Regions from separate parts of the Sus scrofa genome. Here region 2 is linked to region 1. Evidence: chromatin contacts called from public Hi-C data. All regions are on one chromosome and are shown on one strand. Each heading gives the region's core, a stretch centred on a gene start, on an enhancer-like site or on the middle of the called end of the contact. The rest is flanking DNA. Distances are from core to core; before and after follow the strand shown. Region 1 holds the start of XPO4 (exportin-4). Region 2 overlaps IL17D (interleukin-17D).

Region 1 (5,772 bases), core at 3,135-5,634:
GGAGTTTGGGGTTAGATGCTGTTGTTTCGGTTTTGGCCACCCCAGGGCATACAGAGTTCGCAGGCCGGGGATCAGCTCTAGGCCACTCTTGCAACCTGTGCCACGGCTGCAGCAACACCAGATCCTGAATCAACTGTTCTGGGTAGGGGAATCGAACCTGCATCCTAGCACTCCAGAGACACCACGGATCCCACTGAACCACAGTGGAAACTCTGGACTTGGGGGTCAGTAGATACAAACTATTACATTTAGAGTGGATAAGCAATGAGGCCCTACTGCAGAGCACAGGGAACCATATCCAATCTCCTAGGACAGACCACGATGGACAATAATATAAGAAAAAGAATGTGTGTGTGTGTGTGTGTGTGTGCGCGCGCACGCGCGTACATGTGCGTGTACATGTGTATATATGCACAATGTAAATAAACTATAATAAAAAAAATTCTTTTTGTCTTTTTTCACAGCCTCACCCATGGCACATGGAGGTTCCCAGGCTAGGGGTCGAATTGAAGCTGTAGCCACTGGCCTACGCCACAGCCACAGCAACCCCAGATCCGAACCACGTCTGCAACCTACATCACAGCTCACGGCAACGCCAGATCCTTAACCCGTTGAGTGAGGCCAGGGATTGAACCTGCAGCCTCATGGATACTAGTCAGGTTCATTAACCACTGAGCCACGACGAGAATGCCAATAAAAAATTTTAAAAACGAAATTCGTCATCACGCAGTGAGATGTAACATGTGCAGTATTATGATACGCTGACTTACAGAAGCAACGCGGTTGAGGAGACAGTTCAAGGGCTCTGAAATGCAAGTCTGGGGATCTGGGTTCTGGATGATTCTTATCCCTGACCTGTTCGGTGGCCTACCCCTGGCTAGTCACTTGTACCTCTTTGAACCTCAGTTTCCCTGTCTGCAGAAAGGACGGGAGATCACTGAGACTAGACTCTTACATGTCAGGGTCTCCACCTCCTAAGAGAAGCTGACAAAAGCTACAGACCCTGTTACCGAACATGTATGTCTAGGAGTTCTCCTGTTGTCACTGGGGCAGCTCAGGTCTCTACCATGGCACAGGTTTGATCCATGGCCTGGAAACTTCCACATGCCACAGGCACCGCCAAAAAAAAAAACAAAAAACAAAAACGCATGCACACGCACACACATATATAATACATGTATGTATGTTTGCACCCAAAAATTGACTTACGATTTCCTTCTGATATTCATCGTGAACTCCCTAAGACCTCTGTACTGAAAGATTTCTTGAGGGAGTTCTTGCTGTGGCACAGTGGATTAAGAACCTTGAATTGCCACACCTGTGGTGTAGGTGATAACTCAGCTCAGATTCAATCCCTGGCCGGGGAACTTCCACATGCCACAGATGTGGCCAAAAATAAACACATAAATAATCAATCTTTTGAGATTGTTAAACACACTAAAGCCCTATGATTTTCTTGAAAGAAATATATGAGCCACCAAGTAGAAAAATGAAGTAAAAACAACTGTGAAAGACATCACTAATTACTTTGAGTCCCAAAATATATTAACAGCTAAAATACTCAGCAGTTTTATATAAACATGATTTCTTCAAATGGATATCCATCACACACAGACAGACAAATGCTAAGGAGACCCATTCTCTTTTTCTTAATCTTCTAACACTAAGTAACTGCAGGACATTTAACAATCTTAACTATCCCCAAATGAATTAATCTACCTGCTTTCTAGTCCCAGTACCCTGTAGGTTAAGAACCACAGACTGGGAGTTCCCGTCATGGCGCAGTGATTAACGAATCCGACTAGGAACCATGAGGTTGCGGGTTCGGTCCCTGCCCTTGCTCAGTGGGTTAACGATCCGGCGTTGCCGTGAGCTGTGGTGTAGGTTGCAGACGCGGCTCGGACCCCGCGTTGCTGTGGCTCTGGCGTAGGCCGGTGGCTACAGCTCCGATTCATCCCCTAGCTTGGGAACCTCCATATGCCGCGGGAGCGGCCCAAGAAATAGCAACAACAACAACAACAACAAAAAAAGACAAAAGACAAAAGAACCACAGACTGGTAACAGAGACCTGAGTTGAAAATGTGGGTAAATTACTTAGCCTCTACATGTTTCCGTCCCTTAGACTATAAAATGAAAATGAAAGTACTAACTACCTCAGTTACTGAGGATTAAATACAGTAATATATGTAAAGTGCATGGCCTCACACATGATAAGCACTCAAAAGTGAGCTACTATTATTAATTACAATAAAATGGAACGCAGCTTTCATACTGAGAAATAATGCAGCAATTGCTACTCTTCCACATTTTGGTACACATTTTTGAACAGTAAGGGGACATTGTCAAAAAGCAACTTCCTATTTTTAATAACTTTTTCTTAACAGTCTTCTCTGCAAAGATTTAAAAGTATGTAAATGGATGGGCGTTCCCATTGCAGCTCAGTAGGTTAGGAATCCAAATAGTATCCATGAGGATGCAAGTTCAATCCCTGGCCTTGAGGAGCAGGTTAAAGGATCTGGCGTTACTACGAGCTGAGCTGAGGTGTAAGTCACAGATGTGGCTCGGATCAGGCCCTGCTATGGCTGTAGTGTAGGCGGGCAGCTGCAGCTTGGATTCAACCACTAGCCTGGGAACTTCCATAGGCCACAGATCCCGCCCTAAAAAGAAAAGAAAAAGAGAAAAATAAAATAAAAAAGTATGGAAATGGATATCTATATAACACATATGAGAGGTGGTGAGATGGAGTGGAAAGGGACCTGGCTTTAGAGCTAGACAGATCTGAGTCCTAGACCTAAATTGGCCACTTAAACTCTCTCTCATCCGCGTTAACCAGTGCAAGGATTAACAGAGTACGTAAAGCATCAAACACAGTGTGTGGCACGTAGTAGAATTTTTCTCGGCCCCTCCCTTACAAGTGAAAAACTAGCTTTGCCAGAGAAGACAGAAAGTACCAGCAAGCACAAATACTAACCAACACTCAGGCCAATGATGAAGGTCGCTGATTTTATCTTATCAATAGAAAAACTAAAGCAACCGTTTTTTGGGTCAAAGCCTCCTTCCAAAGTCTGAAAAATATGGGGCCTTTAGCTCCTGGAAATTTTTCAGTTACTTCAGGAAATGGTATAAGGCAGAGATTTTTAAAACTCATATTAAGGAGAAGAGTAGCTAAGTTTTTCTAGACTTAAGTTGCAAGAATCTGAAAATGTTATCTAGTCAAGTTTGTGATAAAACAATTTACTCTGCCCATAAGGCAGCAAGTAAATCCTGCTTTTGATAAGACGTCTCAGTTTTATGAGCTACCTGGTGTTGTGCGTGAAAACCAAACTTGATAAACAGAACTACAAACGATGCTAGATTTAGTTCAAATCTTTTTAAATGTGATGCTTGAACACATAATCCAAACACCGGAACCCAAAGGGGGAAAGAAGATGCAAAAAAGTAAGGAATCTGGCTGCATTCAATTCTTAGAAAGGCTGATTCAATTCAAGTAATCAAATAAGCCTCTAACTTCCAATAAAAATCTACAAACACCAAAGTCGTGGTTTACAAAAACAAAACTGGCCCTGCAAATGCAGAGCTCACTGAGTAGGTGAATACAGTTTATCCTTCCTTCTACTCCCTGCGTGGAAGGCTTTATCCTTTGACTTAGCCTTACCTGCACTGTTGAAGAAATAACCTACACTCCAAGTCGTTCCTTGTGTTGTAGTTTAAGAAAAAAGTCAAAGAGGCCCGTAGATCCAACTCTCCTCAATGCGCGAGCCACAGGCAGCTCTATAGTTAACCCAGTTTTGCCCCAATGACCTTGGTCCCTAACACTCTCCTCTCTCCTTCCTGTCGGTCCTTCCACGTGCGGCCGGCTGCGGTTGCCCAGCCGCGGCTGCAGATCGGAGAACGCCCTCAGGAACCCGAAGGCACAAGGGGAACAGGAGCTGCTAATAGCACCCGAGCCTGGACAGCCCTTCGCCGCCTGCACCGACTCCCCAGCGGCGCGCACAAGCCCCCGACCCGGCTCCCGCCTCCCCTCGACCCCGCACGGTGAGGGCAGTGGCACAGGAACCCGCTTTCCTTCGGTGCCCCCGTTCCGCGGCGCGGCTGGGGCGCCGGACACCCGGAGAAGGGACAGTCCGGCAAGGGGCTCAGAGGCGGACGCACAGCCGGAGGCAAGAGTCCTGCGCCACGCCACCGCCGCCTCCTCCAGCTCCAGGCTCCCGGGAGGCCCCGGCCAGTCGCCAGCCCGGCGGGTGAGAAGGCCGAGAGCGGCAGGGTGGCCAGAGGCCGCGGGCGCGGGGCGCGGGGGTGCGGCCACTCACCATCAGAACTTTGGCCGCGTTCTCCAGCTGAGCGATCACTTCTGGGGGCCCCAGCGCCGCCGCCATCATGGTCTCTCTTCAATGACGCGCCATGCGCTGCATTCTGGGAGCGGGCGCCGGGCCGGCCAATCGCACGGCGCCCCGGGCTCGCGCGCTCCCGCCGGAGCCGTCGCCGCCGCCGACGTCGACGCGGGGTCGCGAGGTCGCGGGGTCAGGGTGGCCGGCGGGAGCTTGCTTCCCCGGCACCAGCCCGACCCGGCGCGCTTCCCGCCGCCTCTCCCGACGGCGCTTCCGACCCCTCCGTGTCCTCTGCGCCGCGGCCGCGTTCCCGACGGGGAAAGCGGCCTGCAGGGCCCGCGGCCGGGTTCGTCTCCGAGCCCCCCCGGGAAGCGCATCCCGTGCCCGCGGTTCCCTTTCCGGGCCGCCCCGCCGGCAGCGAACCGGCAGGAACCCGGCCTGGAGGCCTGCGTTCGGAGAACGCGCTACTCGCGTTTGTTGTGCGAGGACCTCGGCAGAGTGATGTCAGGTGTGGACTCCGGCGGAAAGGTCCGTCCGCGGATCGCAGAGCCCCTTTCCCTCCCCCTGGACCTGAGAGCAGCTGCTGCCGAGTTCAAACCAGCTTTAACCGTTAGGAACCTTGTTTGGACGAGGAGCGTGTTTTGTTCCGAGTTGACATCTACTTGCTCTAAGCTTCTACTGTACCGTAAACTTTTGGGGGCCGTTCTGCTTCTTGGGGCCACACAGAAAGTCAAACTTTACTTCAGTGTTTGTAAGCGTCCTGTTGAAATTTCTTTTTCCAGTTAAAAGTAAGCCATGTTTTGGAGGGGGGTTTTTTGTTTTGTTTTTTTGGTTTTTTGTCACTGCAACAGAACTGTATTATTAGCTCCACTGAAAAATGGGTTTCTTAACTTGGCATCTCTGCAGCTTGAGCTTGAGGAAGTGAATTAACAAGGTTTTTATTGTTTGAGAAATAAAGTACCTTTTATTTCATTACCAAGGTCACAGTGAGTGCAGTTAAGGGCCTTTTTTACTCTGTTGTGCGGTTAACCTAGTGACTCACAAATAGAACACATTCACTAATATTTCACTAAGGACTGGTGGTTGGGATTTAATGATTTTTCGACTTTTCTCTGGTGTGAAAGCAGTACCTGTTCATTAGAAGCTGTGCTTGAAGTAAATAAGCTCTGTGACAGAGACTGATATGAGGGAGTTACCGCTGTGGCACAAACAGGGTTGGCAGAGGCGTCTTGGAAGGCTGGGAGGCAGGTTAAATCCCAAAGTGGAGTAAGGATTCTGCGTTGCTACAGCTGTGGCTTAGATCAAGACTGCGGCTAAGATGTGATACCTGGCCACGCAGACTCCATATGCCACCAGGCACAAAAAAAAAAAAACTGAAATGGCATTTTGCAACAACATAGATGAATCTAGAGGCCCATCATACTAAGGGAAGTAGGTCAGAAAG
Region 2 (6,081 bases), core at 62-2,561, 150 kb before region 1:
CGTGGGGGCACGAGGTCACACCGCCCCAGGCTGGGAAACGAGATGCCCACAGGTCCGTCCCTGGATGCTGAGCAGCAGGGTCCCGGGAGGGTTGAGGTAGGAAGGGTATTTACCCCCCCACCCAGCAGTGTCACCTGTTCGTCGCATCCACTATGAGGCGGTGCCCTGGATCAAGTTCTTACAACTGTCCGAGCCCCGTGTCCCCTCCGGTCTTTCTCTCTGCTTCCCCGCTCCCTGTGGGCAGCTCAGACCTGTGTTCGGGCCCCAGGTCCCCTCGGGCCGGGCGGGAGCCTGCCGGCCCGGCAGGTGGCCGGCAGGGGGCAGCACCGGCCGCCCTCCCTCCAGCCCGCCGGGATCTCCACGCGCCCGGCAAGGTCCCGGCCTCCGCGCTCGTTGGTCCTGAGGTTGTAAAGCCCAGACAGCCATCTGGCTTCCAGTGCCGTGTGTGCGGTGCAGCCCCGCGCAGCGCCGCTGTGCTCTCCGTGAGGAGGGGCAGAGGAGGGGGAAGGAGCGGGTGTCCCCAGCGGAGACCGCGGGCACCTGGGGCGTGGCCTCCACGCCGGGTAGAAAAGGCGCCCTGGCACGCAAAGCCCCAGCTGTCCTGCGGCGGGGATGTGACAGGTGAGAGGTCTGCCCGGGTCGCCCTGAGTGTCCTGGGTCAGCCACCTGCTCACGTCCTGCCGCGTGACCGGCCATGCCGCCGTCGCCCCCCGGTCCCGCTCGAGCCCAGTGTCTGCGCTCCTGACTCGGAGGCGCCAGGACGCCGGTGGATCCCTCCGAGTGTTCGTTGCTGGGAAGGGCCGGGAGGCTGTGGAGATCGTGGGGGCCGCCCCGACCGGTGTGGTCGAGGGGAAAATGCCCTGGCGGGCCCTTCGAGGCCCTGTGACCTCCGCCCGCCAGCGCCCAGGACGGGCACCAAGGTGGCGCCGAGCCCAGATTCTGCGGCTTCCCTGGCGGCGGCGCGCGTCCCGTGGGTGAGAGCTGTTCTGCTTTGAAGAGACTCCCCCAGCTGCCCTGCATGTGTGGCATCTGAGCCACACTGAGAACTTTGAGAAATTCGGCTTATTCACTCCATCTCTTGGTCCCTCGGCAGAGCTTTTGCCCTGGATTCTCTTCCAGGCGGTTCGTCTGTCTGCCCTGAGCTGCCAGATGAGCAGAGAGACCCTTCGTGGAATCCGAGCTTTTACCCTTTTCCAGGGGCCTGGCTGAGTGCTGGTGCAGGCCCGCCCTGGGGGTGCCGAGGGAGGGGTGTCTGTATGGCTCTGGCTCTGGTGGCATTCCTGGCTTCATGTCAGGGCTGCCCTGATGCCAAGCTTCGTGCTGCAGGATGGCCTCGGCCCCAGATGGCCCGACCCCTGTGTGTCCTTGGCCAGCAGAGTCTATCTGTGTCCCCTCCCCCGGGAGGCTCACACTCGGGTTTTGTCAGGTGGAGGGCAGTTTTCTGGGCGCCCTGGCAGTGGTGCCCGGAGTGACAGGAGGGCGGGCAGGTCCGTGGTCTCCTGTCCCCAGTCCCCTGCCTGCAGCCCTCCCTCCCCACTGGCTGCCTGTCCCCACCCCCATGGCAGGGCCTGTCCAGGAGGAACAGATGGGGTGTCAGTGACCTGTTAGGCCTGGGGCTCAGCAGGTGAGGGATCCCTGGTGTTTTTCTGACCCCCCCACCACTTGAGCCCTGTACCTGGGGAGGGGACAGTGGTCAAATCCTGAGATCCAGCAGCCTGTTTGTGCCTCCAGCAAAGAGCTAAGACCTTGTGCATTAGACTCCTCAGTCCTGTGCAGTAGACTCCTTGGCCTGGGAGTCCTTGTGGGGAGGTCACGAGACTGCAGGGGGCTGGGGACACGCACCCAGTTTCCCATTGGCCGTGGAGTCTGGGCTGGGGCCTCCAGCAAGCGGGGTTCCAGATTGGGGGTGAAGTGTGAGAATCTGCTTTTCACGGGCCCCACGCGGTTCTGAACCAGTTTGGAAACCTCGGTTCTGCCTTCCTGCAGGCGCCCACGTGCCGGAGAAACCTGGGCTCCTGGGGAGGGAGCCGGTTACCCTCAGAACTGCCAGCGTTACAGCATCTGCTGGAGAGACCCCCCCCCCCCCGTCTGCACGTAGACAGTTTCCTCCAAACTGTCTACGTGCTTCTCGGCCCGAATCTCAGGGCCAGCTGGCCAGGTTCTGAGGGAAGTGGGAGTCTGCGCGGGTGTGGCCTGACCTGGAGACCCCTGAGCCCCTGGAAACTCCGTGGACCACGGGTGTCTTTTCTAAGCAGAAGCCATGGCTAAAGTAGCGCGTTTTTAGTCCTGTCACCAAGAAGCCACCCCTCCACTGTGCAGAGCGCCAGCAAGGCAGTGTCACCTAGGTCGGATCAAAGCTGTAGGCTGGCCTCTTGCTCCCTCCAGGCCACCCTGGAGGAGGCCTGTTGACCTTGGCCCATCTCTGCACTGCGCCCGGGGGCTCAGGGCGCTGGGGACGAAGCCGTCATCCTGAGCCTCTGCTGCTGGAGCTGCCGCTCCTCATGTCTTCTGCCAAGTGGGGAGGTGGGTTTGTGTGTAAAGATGCCAGTTGTGTGGGTCTGAGCCCGGCGCTGCCCTGCACGGCTCGCCAACCTCCCAGAGCGCTTCGAATTGTTTCCTACGCGGCTCAGGGCCCGGGCAGCTCTCCCCCTGGCCCTGCTGTCCCGCGTTCCCCCGGGCCGGGTTTCTGTCACCTCTCCTCATTGCCCTTTGTTCCTGGATTAAGCCGGCCCAGCTGTCGCTCCCTCTGGCCAAGCGGTACCCTCAGGGCCCATCCTGCCCACGTCCCCGCCAGGCGCACCGCGGCCGGACTGGAGGCTGAGGCCGAGCGGAGGGAGCAGCCCACAGGCTCTTGTTCGGTGACAGAAGGGACCCCTGATGGTTCTGGACACTGTGTCCGTGGCAGCCTGCTTTACCCAGAGGCAGCCTGGCCGAGGAGGTGCCCGGGAGGTTGGGGTGGGGGCTTGGCTCTGCGTCCGTCCCGAGGCTTCTAGATGTTGCTCCTGACCCAGCGGCTGTTCTCCAGGGGAGCCGTGGGCCCACCCTTGGTGCTGGGGCTCAGGTGGCTGTGTGCCCGGCATCCCCCTCGGACTGTCGTCGACCGCATCCCCGGAGGTGGGGGAGGGGGAGCAGGAGTCTCACCGTCCCGGAGCTGTGGCCGGAGGTGGCCGGTGACAGTGGGAACTTCAGTCCCTCCGGCCGACTGGCGGGGTGGGGTGGATGTTATCACCGCGTGAGCCTCTGACCCGCCCAAACATCTGGGACCAGCAAGTGACCCGGGGACTGTCACCTGTGTTCAGAGAAACCCCGCTTGTTGGGCAGGGATCTTGATGCCCTCGCTCAGCCTCGGGTCCAGGGCGAGGAAGCCGCCTGAAGGGTGTGCGGGCTCCCACCCCGCACCGCGTCTACACCGTAGTCAGCCCAGCCTGTCAGCTCCCCCCTCGTGTTCCCGTGACCTGCAGATCCAGACCTTGGCTTCGGCCTTCAAGGCGGCCCCTGCACGGCTGCCCCGTGCTCCCCCTGGTCTGTCAGGCTGGGCTGAACGGAGGGCCCTGCTGACCCGCCGTGGCAGATCCAGCGGCCACGTTGTCTGTTCGTGTCTGTGTACACACGCCTGTGAGTTTGGCAGTTTCTTGGAAAGAAAAGGACTCTGTATTAAACAAAACCACACCGCCATTGACACACTTAAGAGTTCACACCTCCCGGGGGTCCTGCTGTGGCTCAGTGGGTTAAGGATCCAGTGTGGCCAGAGGTGGCTCGGATTCAGTCCCTGGCCGGGGAGCTTCCATGTGCCTCGTATGCCACCAAACAAAACAACCCTGTCAGTAGCCATCAGGTTTGCAGTACGGTGCCGTGAACTAGCTGCCGTGTCACACGCGGAGCCAGGACTTATTCTGACCCCTGCACCATTTGCCACCACCTCCCCCGCCTCTGGCAGACACCTGTCTGTCCTCTGTATCTTCGACTGGGTTGTTTTTTGTTTAGATTTCACGTCTGAGTGAGACCCTCTAGTGTTCGTATTTCTAACTCATCTCACTTAGCATAATGCCTTCGGGGTGTATCCGTGTGGTTGCAGATGGCAAGACTCCACCCTTTATCACGGCTGAGTGATACTCCAGGGTGTGTGGGTACGTACCACGTGTTCTCATCTGCTCCTCCGTGGCGGACACTCACCTACCGTAGATGCTGCAGTGATCATACCTCTTTTCAAGGGAGTGTTTTGTTTCTTCAGAGGGAATCGCTGTATCACAGAGCAGCTCTGCTTAACTTTTGGAGGCCTCTTCACGCTGTTCTGCGCAGTGTCTGCACCAGCTGCCCTTCCCGCCAACAGTGCACGGGGTCCCTGTGTCCACAACACCTGTTACTTCTTGTCTGCCGATGATGTGAGGGAACCTGCTTGTGGTTTGGCTTTGCGTTTCCCTGATGGGCCACGGTGAGAACCCTGCCATGTGCCTAGTGACCACCTCTGTATGTCGTCTTTGGAAAAATGTCTCTTCAGGTCTCAGTAACGGTATTGACGTCTGTGACTTTGGGTTTATTCTGGGTTAACCCCATCAGGTGGATTTTGTACAAATCGTCTCCCCCCTAGTGGGTTGCCCTTTGCTTCTGTCGATGGTTTCTCAAGGCTCTTTGCGTTTCTTTTTTCGGCATCTCTCCACACTCCCATGAGTGAGCTTTTTTAACTTCTGTCGACATGCTCGTGATTACCGTCCGCCTTCAGCCAGGTGCGCCCTTGGGCTTCAGACCGTCTTTCACTCTGGCCTGCGGGACCTGCTGGCTGGGCCGCCTGCTCCGCCATCCCCTGGCCTTCAGGGTCCCGGCCACCTCCGCCTCAGATGCTCCAGCCCCACCCTTCAGTTCTCCTGTGCTGCGGTTGTGACTCAGCCATGGGCTTTCCAATCCAGGCTCTGACCGCTGCCCTAACGCCCTTCCTCCCTTCCTCATCCCGCTGAATCCGTGCAGGTACCACTTTGCCCGGAAGCCCCCTGTGCTGCCATGGCGGCGTGACTGTTTGCCCCCCCCCCACAGTGGGAGTCCTCGGATGGCAGGTCCTTACGGTATTTCAGCTACATTGCCACTGCCTGAAGCGTGGGCACGCAGGTGTTTGTTGAATAATGTTGAACGGGATTGGATATAAATGCCTTTCCCTTGTAATTTTCAGTGAGGGTCTTAGACTGACCTCAGGCAGCTGAGGAGTCCTGAACTCCTCCTCCACGGGGGGCACTGGGGGGGGGTGGCGGAGCCTCAGGCCGAGTCCTTACCCTCCAGGGGAAGACGGTGTGCAGTTCTGGCTCAAAGACTCAGGAGGGTTCAGACTTCCTTAGGCCAGGGTATGGACGACTTGCCCTGAACCTTAACACGTGGCAAGTCTGCGTGGAACTGAGGCGGATCGGAGCAGATACTTGGCAGTGGCCCCTGCCCAGGGTCCCGCCCTGGGAGGAGGCAGAAAGGCTGCTGGGAAGGCGGGGTGAGGACCAGGTCCCGGAGGCCTTTGGAGGCAAAGCTGCAGTGCTTGGTCTTCCTGCGCCTGTGCCTGGGCTGACGGGGGTGGGAGGCGGGGGCCGGGGGCTGGAAGAGTAAGTTCTTGCAGAGGCAGCAGAGGGAGAGCGGCGAGACGTTACAGTGTTTTCAGCTGTGTGTGTGCACGTTGGAGGGGCTCCTGGCTGGCGTCGCGGCTCTAAGCACCCTGGTGGCAGGCGGCTGGCATCCCGGGCAGTACCCACCCCTGGTGTCGGTACAGAGCCCTCCCTCCTGGTGCAGCAATGAGAAGTTGGAGGGCCCCACGCCTACTCCACCCCGCTTCCTGAGCCCTCCCCAGGTCCACATGGTGGGCTGCGGGATGGGCCGGGTCCCTGAGTTTAAGCACTACCTCCCCCTTCCTGCCCTCCTCCCGCCACAGGAGTCGCCCGTCTGCTCTCTGGGCCCCACCTCCCCTCTGTGGTTGCAGGAAAGATACCACTTCTAGGCTCTTCTGGCATCAATGTCTGAAGACACTGGACGTAGAAACCCACGGACTTTCTTTCATGTCTGGGGCCACGGGCTGCCCTCAGGCTGGTCAAGCTGCTCAGGGGAGGCCTCTGG

Evidence for each region. Hi-C and Micro-C count contacts between places; a contact is called where the count stands out from the background.
Region 2: a Hi-C map of skeletal muscle shows a contact between it and region 1, with 2.7 times the contacts expected there. The contact joins the enhancer-like site here to the promoter of XPO4 in region 1. A contact is called at or near these places in 1 of 5 promoter capture datasets (liver), 6 of 47 Hi-C or Micro-C datasets (fetal heart ventricle, heart right ventricle, liver and 2 more) and 1 of 2 datasets of contacts at active chromatin or transcription factors (skeletal muscle).

Annotation. Positions count from the first base shown.
Region 1 is chr11:1,203,704-1,209,475 of Sscrofa11.1, forward strand. It overlaps XPO4 (exportin-4), which reads right to left and starts at 4,385. Exons shown (of 21, transcript XR_002336598.1): 1 at 4,311-4,385.
Region 2 is chr11:1,057,575-1,063,655 of Sscrofa11.1, forward strand. All of the region lies in intron 2 of IL17D (interleukin-17D), which reads left to right. It overlaps EEF1AKMT1 (protein-lysine N-methyltransferase N6AMT2), which reads right to left. Exons shown (of 5, transcript XM_021065435.1): 5 at 1-6,081. Among named protein-coding and RNA genes, the nearest start is that of IL17D, 31 kb to the left of the region's middle. Within about 2 kb of position 1,312, at least 24 of the 83 cell types and tissues checked have an H3K27ac peak or open chromatin away from gene starts, as enhancers often do. A contact at or near this core is called in skeletal muscle, where this site is marked.